Regions from separate parts of the Mus musculus genome. Here region 2 is linked to region 1. Evidence: chromatin contacts called from public Hi-C data. All regions are on one chromosome and are shown on one strand. Each heading gives the region's core, a stretch centred on a gene start, on an enhancer-like site or on the middle of the called end of the contact. The rest is flanking DNA. Distances are from core to core; before and after follow the strand shown.

Region 1 (6,697 bases), core at 1,271-3,770:
ATCTCTGAATAGTTCTAACTAGCTAAAAATACTTTGAGGGCAAAGCTGTGCAAAATGTAAGTCATGGAGCTGAGGGGCTGGCTCCATGGGTGAGGGTGATTGCCACCAAGCCTGACAACCTGAGTTTGTTCTCTGGAACCCACACTGTAGAAGAAGAAGAAGACAAAGAAGAAAACCCACTCCACAGGTCATCCTCAGACCTCTATATGCATGCTGTAGTGCGTGCAGACTCCCACAGAAATACATAGTTTTAAAATGGAAATACGGTAGGCTATGGATTAGTAGTTTCATATCTGTAATAATGTAGGTACAGAAATTGGGCGTAACAATGCAGACAATTTCATGACAATTTAAAAAGTAGGTTTATTAACTCCAACAGTTAAGAATTGAGGCTTTTTAACATAATTGTGGCCTGGGCTGGGGAGATGGCTCAGTGATTGAACTGCTTGTGGTACAAATCTGAGGCCCTGAATTCAAACCCCAGAGCTATAGAAAGGGCGAGCCAATAGCTCACACATCTATAACCACAGCACTGCTAATGGAATACTGGAAGCAGAGACAGGAGGATCCTTCAAACCCCAGCCCAGCCCACCCTGTATCCTACATTAAAACACAACAGAGAGACATCACCTCAAATAAGGTAGCAAGCAAGGACACCTGAGGTTGTCCTCGGACTCTGCCAAAGCTCTGGCATGCACATACACGCAGATGCAGGCATGCGTATGTGCACGTGTGTGAACACACACACCCAGGATAAAAAGAAAAATAACCTAGTCATGTACAGTTCACCCTCTGCATCTGTGTTTTCTATCCCCGTGGATTCAAACAACTGTAGATTGAAAATATTCTAAAAGGCAAAACTACAAGGAATGGGGGGGGGGGGGTGGCGGGTAATTGCATGTGTACTGAGCACACACCTCTTTCTCTTGTCATGAGTCCCTAAATGACGCAGTATCACACCCGTTTACACACACCTATATTGTGTTACATATTATAACTGACCTAGAGCAGGATATATGTAGGCTATATGCAAATGCACAGCATTTTATTTTATTTAGTTTAGTGTATTGTTTTTTGAGGTGGTGTCTCATGCCACCCAGGCTGGCCTCAAGCTTGCTGGGCACTGGGATTCCAGGCATGCTCCCACACAGCCAGTCAGCAACATTTTATACAAAGGGTTTGAGCATCTGTAATGTGGGCATCAGCACAGGATCCAGGAACCAATCCCTGACACGCGACCTCGCGTGCCTTTGTTAATAGCTTAGAGTCATCTGTTCTGTTGTCTGCCTAGGAACTTAGTCCAATACCAAGGGTGGAGAAGAAGCATCGCAGGAAGCCATGTTCACCCGGCCAGGTGTGCCTCATACAGACGTGGGTGTTCCCCACTGTCACCTCACCAACACGCCCCTTTGTTCTCTAGATGTGACAGAGAGGCAGCAACGGGCCTCTGTCCCAGCTTTACCACACTGAGTTCTTGCCTGTGCTTTTTCTCCCCAGGGTGTGCTTGTCCTATCTCCCACGTGCAGGCCCTGCCCAGTGTACAAAGCAGGACAGCCCCTCTCTGACCACTCCAGCCTGCTTCAGTCTGCTCAATATAGGGCCACTGACAGGTCTGTCTGGGAGGGCTCTTGCTCATGCTAAGCTGAAGGTGCCCACGGCATTTCTGGTGCACACAGGAGATAGCAAAAGGGGACTGGGCTGCCAGTGTCAACTTTTTGCTAAGATCTCCAAAGTAAGCCATTCATATGGTCATGGGGCAAAGAGGAGTTAATTATCAGACCGCCACAATTTAAAATAATAAATATATTGATTATTACTATATCAACTACAGAAGAACACAGAGCCTACATACTCATGGAAAATATGCAACCACAGTCCCATATTTGATATAAATAAAAAATGTTTTTTTGAATTATTAAATTGGGTTTTAGTAAAACATATTAATAAATACTGTTATCTTGTAGACAATCCAAATATTGCAGCACATTGTACGTTTAAAGGAGATAGCCCTTGATATAAATGGCATTAATTTTAATTTGTAATATAGAAACAGTCTCAAAAAGCATGCCAGGAGCTGGAGAGATAGCTCAGTGGCTAAGAGCACTGGCTGCTCTTCTAGAGGGCCAAGTATAGCAGGTGTGCATTTAGATACCATACACATAAAATTAAGTAAAATAAATAAATAAATAAATAGGCCATGGCACTGGTTCATAGAGGCACACGTGGCACACAGCTGTAACCCCGGCACTTGGGAGGGAAGTGGAGGCAAAGGGTTAGCTCCTCCCACTCCTGCTCTAAGGAAGAATCCAATCCTTCGCCTTCCTACAGGGTCTGGGTCACTGCTGTCCCATCAAGCTGCTCTCAGAGCATAGTAGGTGCATAGTAGGTACTGTGGACTAGGTTCTATCTCCTTAGTCCCTGTGAGGAAGCCTTGGTTCCCAGTGTGAAGTATTTGGAGGTGGGGCTTGTGGATGGCCATTAGGTTCAGATGAGGTCATGAGGGTGGGGCTCTCTTACATCAGTCTCGGTTACAAAATACTATAAACAGAGTGGCTTATAAATGACAAGAATTTATTCCTCACGGGTTTGGGGCCAGAAGTTCAATATCAAGGTGCCACATGGCTGAACTCTCCTGAAGACCCCGTTCTGGCTCTCTGACCCTTCTGACCTCTGACCCTAACCTCACAGCAGGAGAACTCTGCAGTCTCTTTTATAAGGGCTCCATCCTGATGACCTCCCAAGGCCCCATTTCCTAATGTCACCTCAGAGGCCACAGTGTCAGCATCTAAATCTATAGAACACACAATTCATCAGTGTGGCGCAGACAGCTCACCTACAAAGACCCCTATTTTTTGCAGGAAACCCTCTCTGCTTTATACTGCCCTTAATTTCTAGAGTCTGCCAAAATCCCACACCCTTGGTGACAAGGTTTAGCTTATTTTCTTCTAACTGAGGTGAAAAAAGTTTTCTCCTGAAAAGGAGCCTTGAACTGCTTGGTAGCAGGCTCTTATAGCAGTAAGCCTTGTGGTTACGGTGAGAGGAATGCTGGGATTGATTAGCAATGCCTGACATGACTGTTGGACAAGTGAAGGCACCTGTGCCAACCTAGTTTAAAAGCTGTTCTGTTTTTCTCCTTCCTTTTCTGTTGTTGTTGTTCAGTTTGTTTGTTTGTTTGTTTGTTTGTTTGTTTGTTTGAGAGAGGAACTTGTGTAGCCCAGGCTGGCCTTTAGCTTGTTATATGCCTCAATTCCTGGATATTCTTGAATTCCACCTCCCACAAGTAGGTTTTATAGGCAATTGAGTATCAGCAACCATGAATCCTCTAAGAAATATGTCCTGGTGGCCTCATCCTCAAGGGGCACCCAGCTTCTGTGGGAGTAAGAGATGTTAAAGTCCACTGCTCTGTGACTAAGGAGTCCCGGAACCCTGTGTGCAACCCCCGATCAGCAGTACCATCTCCACAGAGAAGAACCAACTCTCAGAGAAGTTGTGATTCATTCCCATAGACCTAAGTCCAGCACCATGCTAGGTACTTTGGAAGAAAACAAAAGCACTGTAATGTCTATGCCCAAGAAGCTGCCATTTTACCAGGAACATCCCTGGCTGTGTAATGAGTTCGCATGGAGCCCAGAGCATCAGGACAAGGACCCAACAGGTAAGAGAGGAAGAGGTGGGGAGCTTGATCTTGGAAAGACAGCTGTGTGTACAGTCAGCAAAGGGTCCTGCTCAAGGGCAGTGGGAGAGGGGTTTGGAGTTTGAATGGAGAGCTGCAGGGGAAATGGCCAGGACTATAGCCATGGGGTACAAGAGCCAAGCCAAGCCTCCATGCTGCAGAGCTAAGGGCCCAGAGGACTGGAACTCAGGTCAGCTATGGGCAAAGAAGGTGCCCTCAGAACAAAGATCTATCGCAGAGCCAAACTGGACCTAACTCATGTGGTAGAACCAGTTTCTGCCACACTGGACTCCAAGTTCCCTCTGCCTCAGGCAAATCTAGTTCTAGCTGGAAGGGAAGGGGGAGGTGGCAGGTAGGGGTGAAGAAATGGGTGCATGAAGTACCCCAAAGCCATTTACTGGAGTAAATGAGCCTTGGGGGTGGCAGCAGCCTGAGCAGAAGAGACAGGGTTGGGAATGGTAGAGACAAACTCCAGAAGCAAGGGCTGGTGTCCTCATTTGCCTTTCCTGCCCTGATAAGAGACTGGCCAAAGCCAACTGGGGGAAGAAAGCGTTTGTTTGTCTTACACGCCCTGATCACAATCCACCGCTGAAGGCAGAGCTCGAGGCCAGAGCTACAGCAGAGGCCATGGAGGAATGCTGCTCACTGGCTTATTCAGCTTGTGCTTTTCTACAACCCATGACCACCTGCCTAGGGTTGGCGCTGCCCACAGTGGGCTGGGCCCTTCCATATTAATTAACAATCAAGAAAATGTTCTGAAGACATTCCTATGGGCCAATCTGATGGTGACAGTTCTTCAGCGAAGGGTCCTTCTTCCCAGGTGACTCTGATTTGTGCTAACAAAGACTAATGAGCACAAATGACCCCTTGTCAACTTGATGCATAAACGTATCACTATTAAAACATAATCTCTAAGGATTTTCTGTCTCCAAGATCTCATGTTAATATTAAGATTGAAATATAAAATACTGTTCAACTCTTGAAAGTCCCACAGTCTTTAAAAATTCTATCATTTATGAGCCGGGCATGGTGGCACACGCCTTTAATCCCAGCACTTGGGAGGCAGAGGCAGGTGGATTTCTGAGTTCGAGGCCAGCCTGGTCTACAAAGTGAGTTCCAGGACAGCCAGGGCTATACAGAGAAACCCTGTCTCAGGAAAAAAAAAAGTTCAATATCTCTTTAAAATACTTCAAGTTGGGGCTGGAGAGATGGGTCACAGGTTAAAGGTACTTTGTGCTCTTGCACAAGACCCGGTCCCCAGCATTGACAGCCCCAGCATTGACAGCTGTCTCTAGTGCCAGTTCCAGTGGATCCAATACCTTCTGACCTCTGAGGGCACTAGACATATTTATAGTACACACAAATACAGGCAGACAAAAACTTGCAAACAAAATAAAAATAGATTATTTTTAAAATACCCTGTGTCAGAGCTAGTAAGATGGCTCAGGGAGTAAAGAGTATGGCACACAAGTCTGATGACCTGGGTTCAGCCCCTTGAGCCCATGTAAAGATGAAAGGAGAAAACGGACTGTACAAGGTTGTCTGCTGACTCCCCCCACCTCCCACTGTATTATATATGTGCCCAGAAACACATATCTTACACACATAGGCGATAAATAAATTTAAATATTCAGAGTCTAACTGTGGACTCCTATAAAATCCAAAATAAATCACATACTTTCTTATTCCAAAAGGGAAGAAACAGGACATGGCTGTAAACAGATCCAAGTCAACCCCAAGTCCAACAGTGTACAAAACTCAATGTCTGACATTTGGGACTCACTCATGATCTTCTGGGCTCCAAAGGGCTTGGGCCATTGTCCCACAGCACCTTCATTAATGGTGTCTTTTAGTCCCATACCATTCCTAGTCTCATGAACTCCTTGTTGCTCTCTGTAACCCCTTCATGCCTTCAGTATGATGTATAAGACTTTTTCACATTGCCACATTCTGCTGCCAGCTTGATGTACAGCCTTGACACTCCAGTAGGCCACAGTGTCACAGCCTCAACGATGCTGGTTTGATAGCTGATTTTTTATGCCATCAGCATTGATTGTCCCAGTAAACTAAAGGTTTCACTTTTTTTTAAAGATTTATTTATATATCTTAAGTACACTGTAGCTGACTTCAGACACACCAGAAGAGGGCATCAGATTTCATTATGGTTGTGAGCCACCATGTGGTTGCTGGGAATTGAACTCAGGACCTTTGGAAAATCAGTCAGTGCTCTTAACCGCTGAGCCATCTCTCCAGCCCCCAAGGTTTCACTTTTATTGACTCTTTTTTGTTTGTTTGTTTGTTTGTTTGTTTTGAGACAGGGTTTCTCTGTGTAGCCCTGGCTGTCCTGGAACTCACTTTGTAGACCAGGCTGGCCTCAAACTCAGAAATCTGCCTGCCTCTGCCTCCCGAGTACTGGGATTAAAGGTGTGCGCCAACACACCCAGCCTCTTTTATTGACTCTTAATTCAAAATATCAAACAAATAGTCCTGAAAGTCTCAGAATCTTCATAAACCAAGTCTCCATCACTTGCATTTCTCTCTCAACATTCTTGTCCTCCAAGTTCCCAAAGAATAACCTAAGTTCTAAGCTTTCCCAGCCCAAAGTTCCAAAAAGTTCTACAGTCCTTTCCAAATCTCACAAAATCCCACTCTCTGATACCAATTTCTTTTTCTTTCTTTCTTTCTTTCTTTCTTTCTTTCTTTCTTTCTTTCTTTCTTTCTTTCTTTCCTTCCTTCTTTCCTTCTTTCCTTCCTTCTTTCCTTCCTTCCTTCTTTCCTTCCTTCTTTCCTTCCTTCCTTCCTTCTTTCCTTCCTTCCTTCCTTCCTTCTTTCTTCCTCTTTTTGGTTTTTCGAGACAGGGTTTCTCTGAATAGCCCTGGCTGTCCTGGAATTCACTCTGTAGACCAGGCTGGCCTTGAACTCAGAAATCTGCCTGCCTCTGCCTCCCGAGTGCTGAGATTAAAGGCGTGTGCCACCACGCCCGGCTTGCTTGCTTGCTTTCTTTCTTTCTTTCTTTCTTTCTTT
Region 2 (6,697 bases), core at 2,280-4,779, 110 kb before region 1:
AAGGACTGAGCCAGGGGCACAGTAGGGCTGCATGCCTACAGGCAGAGCCCTTCTCACCCAGAGATCAGGATGACTTTCCTTCTAGCTCTCACCTCCTGACAGATACAGAGCATGGACCTTCTTCCCAGAGCAGCAGTTCAGGGAACAACCAAGATGGCGCTCAATACATATAGGTGCCTACAACTGACAAGCCAGGGACATATAGGTGCCTACAACTGACAAGCCAGGGACAGCAAGGGGGGTATTTCTGGGTACAGTGCTCTTGCTGCTCCACCAGATGGGGTAGAGGCCTTGAGACAGACAAGGATCATTAACTGCTCTGCCAGCGAGACCTTGGGATCACTCTGAGGAGGAGGAGATAGAGCCCTTACACGTCTGTCTACCACCAATCCTAGCCGGATCAATATGGGGCAGAGACAGAAATCGTGTCTGTTTGTCCCCTGCAATAAATAGCCTACCATGTAACAGATTTTTCACTGGGTAGAAATGTTATATATCTACCAAACCATCTTTACCCTCAGTAAGCTGGGATTCCGGGTACGTACCCCGCAACCATCTGTTCTCTCTACGCCCTTTGATTTTGTTTGTGTTTCGGAGCTAGGGATCAAACCCAAGGCCTTCTACATCCTAAGCAAGTTTTCTTCCACTCACTCTGTCCCCAAATCCTATAGCTCATCTACAACCAGCTGGCTAAAATCCTGAGCAGCCTTCTGTTTTAAGAGAAACAACAGACTAAGGTGGATGTAAAGGGCGAGGAGCCAGGGCTTGGGCTGCCTCTCTTCCAGAATCATTGAACTGAATTGACTTCATAAATCTCCAGCTCACGTAAAAGCATTCTAATATACTTTGTAAAGGAGTCTGTCGGTGCAGGTCGTTTTATTACTCTGGCAGGCCTAGTTTTGAGACTCAGGAAATGAAGTGTTACAGATTAGACTATCAGTTTTCAAAGTCAAAACAAACTGTGACACAGTACAGGAACAATTTTTCTTCAAAATAATTTAAAATTTTTTGCTGGACACTGAATTGAGGTAAAAATTTCTCTGAATTACACTTGTCCATCTAAGAAGTAGGTACGTACCCGTGTGAAGCCAGCAGCAAGGAAGGGCATTAAAGATGATTCTTCTTTGTCCACCCTTCAAAGGAAAATGGTAAGGGTTAGACAGTGTTCACTAATTTACATAATCTTCAACAGTCACATAACATATACTTTCAAATGAATTAGATATATGCATATGAAATTAAAAATGAATTCCTTGTCTCAATTTAGTGTTTAGCCTTTTGGCAGGATCTTTTCATAGCGTGTTTAGTGGGGATAGGGTGTGCTGTTGCTCAGGCTGGCCTCGACTCCTAGGCTCAAGCTGTCGATCCTCTTTCCTGGGCCTCCAAGTACTAGACGACAGGTGCCTGGCGTTCCATCTAAGTATTTTAATACTTTAAATACAAAGATTATGTTAACAACTGAATAGTGTCCAGGTATATACTTAATATATAAATCTCTATATACTGAAACTATTAAATTCTCCTCTCTTCCATACTGAGAAGATTACAGAGCACAGAAGCATGTCTGTCTATACTGACTGGAAATCGTGCATAGTTAAGGGTTGCTCTCTTCCTTGTATAGTCTCTTCTCCTTGCTCTAATGTGAGAAGATTCCCTGCACTTATGTGGCACCTGAATCCTTATAGATACCTGAATTAAAGGCCCTACAAAGACCCCTCTTCGCAACCTTCACCCTTAAGAGAATGGAATTTTCTTAATAGTTTGCCTGCAAATGGAGGTTCAAAGTTTAGAAAACTAAACCTGAAAGCAAACTTCCTCCCTGAGGTCAAGCAAAGAAGAAAAAATAAAATGCCACAGAGTAATGAAAGCCAGACTTCAAAGGGGCTCTCCTGTCACAGGCAAGCCCTTATTTTGCCATCTGTTGATAACATTGCATTGATATATAAATTTCAACATTAAAAAAATGTTTACCTGCGTACTACGCCAACAATAACTGTGTTTTCTGAGAATTTTGATGATCTGATAGACCTTTAAAAAACAAAATTTTAAACAAGTATAAAAACAATTCTTAAAAATAAATATACTTTCATAGTTTTAGCTGTAGAATTACAGTTGGGGAGGAAAACAAGAAGAGGAAGGGCTCCCTTCACACTGTGGATTCATGGTCTCAGTTATTTGATCTTTCCTGGGGATAAACCCCTCATCAGTGGACCGTAATACCCATGACAATTATCATGCACAAATGAAACAGCTAAGGAGACTCTTTATGCATTAGCCCGGGGGACACTCTCTCCTACACTGTACTTACTAGAAAGGGGCCACAATCACTTGTCTCCTCCCCTGGAAGGAAGTGCAAGCTTCTCCTGCCTGTGCAGACTGCAGGTCACAGCAAACAGGGATCAGCTTGTCAAAGAACGGAGAATTCTTTTTTTTCTTTTCCTTAATTTATTTACTCATTTGCTTTACATTCCGATTGCAGCACTCCCCTCCGCCCCCCACTTCTTCCTCTCCTTCCAATGCATCCTCCCATTCCCTTCCCACTCTCCTCTGAGAAGGGAAGCCTCCCCCCATGGGTACCAACCCATCCTGGCACATCAAGCTAGGTGCATCCCCTCCCACTGAGGCCAGACAAGGCAGCCCAGCTAGGGAAAAGGGATCCAAAGGCAGGCAACAGAGTCAGAGTAAGGCCCCACTCCAGAGAAGTCTTGTGGAAGCGTGGGAGGAAGGACTGAGGGAGCCAGAATGGTCAAGGACACCATAAGAAGACCTGCAGAGTCAACTAACCTGGGCCCATGGGAACTCACAGTGACTGAACTGCCAACCACAGAGCATGCATGGGCTGGACCTAGGCTCCCCGCACATATGTAGCAGAAGTCTCCATGTGGGTCCCCTAACAAGAATGAAGAATTCTAAGGTAATCTGGAGGCAAAAATCACACCACCACAAGACTAAGACCAGGAAATACAAGATACTGTTGTCAGTCGCAATGAAAAGAGCCATCACCTGTGACTGAGGGTTAAGACGGAGGTTTGGTGGGGAAGAGTATGAGACACTGCTCCACTGACATCACCCAAGGAGTATGAGGCTCTCCCCTCAACCCTTTAAGGGGAAGCAATTACATAGACCACGAGTGATGACAACCTAGCGAAGAGATCAGAGGGAAGGCATATAGGAAATGCAGAGGAGTAGCAAAAGGAAAGGAACACTCTGCTGGAGGCATACCACAGCTTTGAACTCAACTTCCACTGAGAAAAAGGTGGATTTATCTAAGTTATCTCCTTCCACCCACTGGAGAAGAAGGATCTTGGATGGGAGTGGTAAAGAGCGCCATATTCAGACTGTCCTAACTAAGAGACAATCACACCGGCCTCCTGGAAGACAATGTGTTCAGGATGGGATAGAAACTAGCCAAGGCTGACTCCATGACTTCAGCTCTTAAAAAATAAAAAAAGGCTGAGCCACGTCTGAATCACAGAGTGGCTACTTCCCAATTTCTCCAGAGATGGCACATAACACAACTACTCTAGATGTCAGCAAGGGAATCATCATACACAGTGTGTGCACTGATCCTCACAAACTTCCTGTAAAGAGCCAGACGGAGACCATTTTAAGATTTGCAGGCTTTATGTATCCGTGTGTGTTTTGTCCCAGTTGACGACTAGTGATTATCAGCTTTAATTGTCAACTCACCACAACCCACAATGCCCCGGAAAGAGAGTGTATCAGTAAGACATGGTCAGCACTCTGTTGGCCTACAGACTTGTCTGTAGGGGATTGCCTTAAGTGCTGAGCACAAAGCAAGCAAGTGGGTAGGCAAGTGTGCATCCATTTTTCTCTGCTTCTAACTGTGGGTGTAATGTATCTAGCTGTTTCAAATTCCTGTCACCTTGATTTCACCACAGTGATAGACCATAAAACGGAATGAGCTAAAATAACCCTTTCTCCACTAAATTACTATTGTCAGGATATTTTATCACAGCAACAGAAATGAAACTAAAACAATTCCTTACCCTTGCAGCAGGAATGTGATCACAGAATAGGCAGAGCCTCTATCCTTTGCTCGCTCTTACCTTGGGGCATGCAGACTGCAGTTTCCTGTGGGTCTGAGGCTGTGGGTCACTAGTTCTCAGTGAGAGCTGTGCAAAAACGAAAAGCAGCTCCAGGGCCCAGCTAATCTCTCATGAGCACATAGCTCTTCCCATCCTTTTTCAACATTCTTGTGTTTCCTAATGTCCACTCGACTCTACTAGCTCTCATCTGTCCTTCTTCCCCACAGGAGCCCACCTAAAGGACACTGTAGAGTTCTACTGGAAAAGACTTTCCACACAGGGGACTGTAGGGCTGGCTAGGTGTCCAGCCCTGGTCTTCCTGCTAGGAGAAGACCAGACTCAGTTTCTGGAGAGAAAGGCTAGAGGAGGGTCTCTCAGCTCCAGAAGGATCATTGGTGCAGCAGACCCTTATTTGTACAAAGCTGGTGCACTCCTGGTAACAAAGCCCATGTGACTCTTAGGGACACTCCATCTGTTCTTAGAGGTTCCCGTCATGCCCTTCATCATAACAGCGATGGAGAGGGAAAGGGAGACTTAAGTTTCCAGCCAGCCATGTCAAATACACTCTCAGCATTTTAGTGGGGGAAACAGTTATGGTAATATAGTGGCAAGTGGGCAACCATCCAAGTAATATATGAGGAGGAGCTGTGGACAACCTGCCTATCACTGCAGGAAACAGACATGGGGCTCTGTGTCAAGGAAGAAACAGGAGAGGGAGCATGTCCACCCAGCCCACAAGCCCGTCAACGCAGTGCTAAACTGTATGTGAAGACAGAAGCAAACACTTGACTTCCTCTAGTGAAAATGAACAACTGGCTAGAAATAGGAATGGCAGGCACAGAAAATGGCATGAGAGACAATGGCCATTAAAACTAATATTCTTGCCTTAAAAATCATGAAACTAGGAAAGAAATGATTTGAAATAATCAAAATGGACACTAGGAAGACAGATTTCAAAGTCAGGAGACTCTAAAGACCAAGAAACCTGGGGCATTCTCAGAACTACCCTTGATTACACATGATAGAAAACCCCAAACAACAGTGATGTGGATCTGAAGGATGGATGGATGGATGGATGGATGGATGGATGGATGGATGGATATATAGCTAGAGATAAGGTTTTTTTGCTGTCAGGCATGGTGGTACACATCTTTAATTCCAGCATTGGGAGGCAGAGGCAGGTGGATCTTTGTGAGTTAAAGGCCAGCCTGGTCTACAAAGCAAGTTCCAGTACAGCGATCCTGCCTCAAAGTAGATAGATTGACAGACCAAGGGAGGGAAGGAGGGAGAGAGAGAGAGAGGGAGAGAGAGAGAGAGAGAGAGAGGGAGAGAGAGAGAGAGAGAGAGGGAGAGAGAGAGAGAATAGAGAATATGCAGTGAGAACTCGGAGCTGCTGTGACACTCTGCAGAACCAGGAATCTGGATTTTTTTCACTCTGTATTTCCCTATTATTATCTAAATAATATTTGGTCTTTGTGGTTTAAAATTATCTGAATGTTAGCCATCATTTCCACATGCTAGACATTAGGAAAAACAGCATGACCCCTCCCGTCAAGGATACTTTCTAGAAAGCACATAACCGTTCCAATGGATAGTTACAAGGAAAGCTAAAGAAGGCAACATACTCTTTAGGTGGCTTCATGCCCTGTGAAATTGCTGAGAATTGATTATTAGCTAAAGAACCATAAGCATGTACTGGGGAAACTACCAGTCTCTGGTCACACGAGAGAACTCCAAATGATCCTGATAATGGTCTCAGCACCAACACCGAGGAAGGGGTTACCATGGAGGTTCACAGCGATCTTGCTCTTTAGATCAAGGTGAATCAAGAAATCGTATGAACGAATGTGTCTTGACACTGTCCTTATTATTTTTTTTTTTTTGACAGGAGGAACATAATTCTGTTTGTGGGGTGTGCGGTGTGTGGTCCCAGACCAATGCTCGGCATCATCTCAGTCACCCTCCACCTTGTTCACTGAGGCAGGGTCTCTCGGTTGAGGCTGAAGCTCAGGCTTCAGCTTATCCAGATAAGCAGCTTGTTCCAGGGAGCCATCTCTGCCCTCTAAGGCTGAACTTACAGGTGGGTCATGCATACCCACCATTACATAGGTGCTGGCGGTCTGGACTCTGGTTTTCATGCTTGCACGGTAACATCTGTACCACGGAGCCATTCCTTCTCCTGAGTTTGCTTTTGCTTCTGTATCCATGTGAATTTTAATTCTGCTACAAGAGTGGTTCTCAACCTTCCTATTGCTGTGACCCTTTAATACAGTTCCTTATGTTGTGGAGACCCCCAGCCATAAAATTATTTTCATTGCTACTTCATAACTGTAATTTTGCTATGGTTATGAATCGAAATGTAACTATCTGTCTAATACAATGGTCTTAGGTGACCCCTGTGAGTGAGTTGTTTGACACACACAACCCCAAAGGGTAGAACTGCTAAACTAGACCATGCCGGGGTTTCTCCCAGGGCTTCTCTCCTTCCTCCATCTTCCTTCACGAAATCTTCCCTTCTGTTATGCAGCCATGCCCCTATGGCACCAATTTGTCTCAAAAAAATGAGTACCTAGCTCAGATCCTCAGGACCCAAGCAAAAGCCAGGAGGGGCAGTGCATGTCTATAGCCCCAGCACTCAGGGGCGGAGG

Evidence for each region. A called contact is a pair of places that touch in the nucleus more often than the background predicts.
Region 2: a contact with region 1 is called in a Hi-C map of bone marrow-derived macrophages, with 45 read pairs. The contact joins two enhancer-like sites. A contact is called at or near these places in 5 of 15 datasets of contacts at CTCF or cohesin (CD8 T cells, the NIH/3T3 cell line, embryonic stem cells and 1 more), 30 of 484 Hi-C or Micro-C datasets (the AML12 cell line, the AtT-20 cell line, CD4 T cells and 20 more), 11 of 115 datasets of contacts at active chromatin or transcription factors (the 230-238 cell line, CD4 single positive thymocytes, CD8 T cells and 7 more) and 4 of 9 other capture datasets (adipose tissue, embryonic stem cells, liver and 1 more).

Annotation. Positions count from the first base shown.
Region 1 is chr7:81,172,369-81,179,065 of GRCm38.p6, reverse strand. No RefSeq gene overlaps it. Among named protein-coding and RNA genes, the nearest start is that of Gm44968, 31 kb to the left of the region's middle. Within about 2 kb of position 2,520, at least 19 of the 459 cell types and tissues checked have an H3K27ac peak or open chromatin away from gene starts, as enhancers often do. A contact at or near this core is called in bone marrow-derived macrophages, where this site is marked.
Region 2 is chr7:81,287,568-81,294,264 of GRCm38.p6, reverse strand. Pde8a (phosphodiesterase 8A) reads right to left here. Exons shown (of 22, transcript NM_008803.3): 4 at 1,972-2,028; 5 at 1,079-1,133. Among named protein-coding and RNA genes, the nearest start is that of Rps17, 54 kb to the left of the region's middle. Within about 2 kb of position 3,529, at least 5 of the 459 cell types and tissues checked have an H3K27ac peak or open chromatin away from gene starts, as enhancers often do. A contact at or near this core is called in bone marrow-derived macrophages, where this site is marked.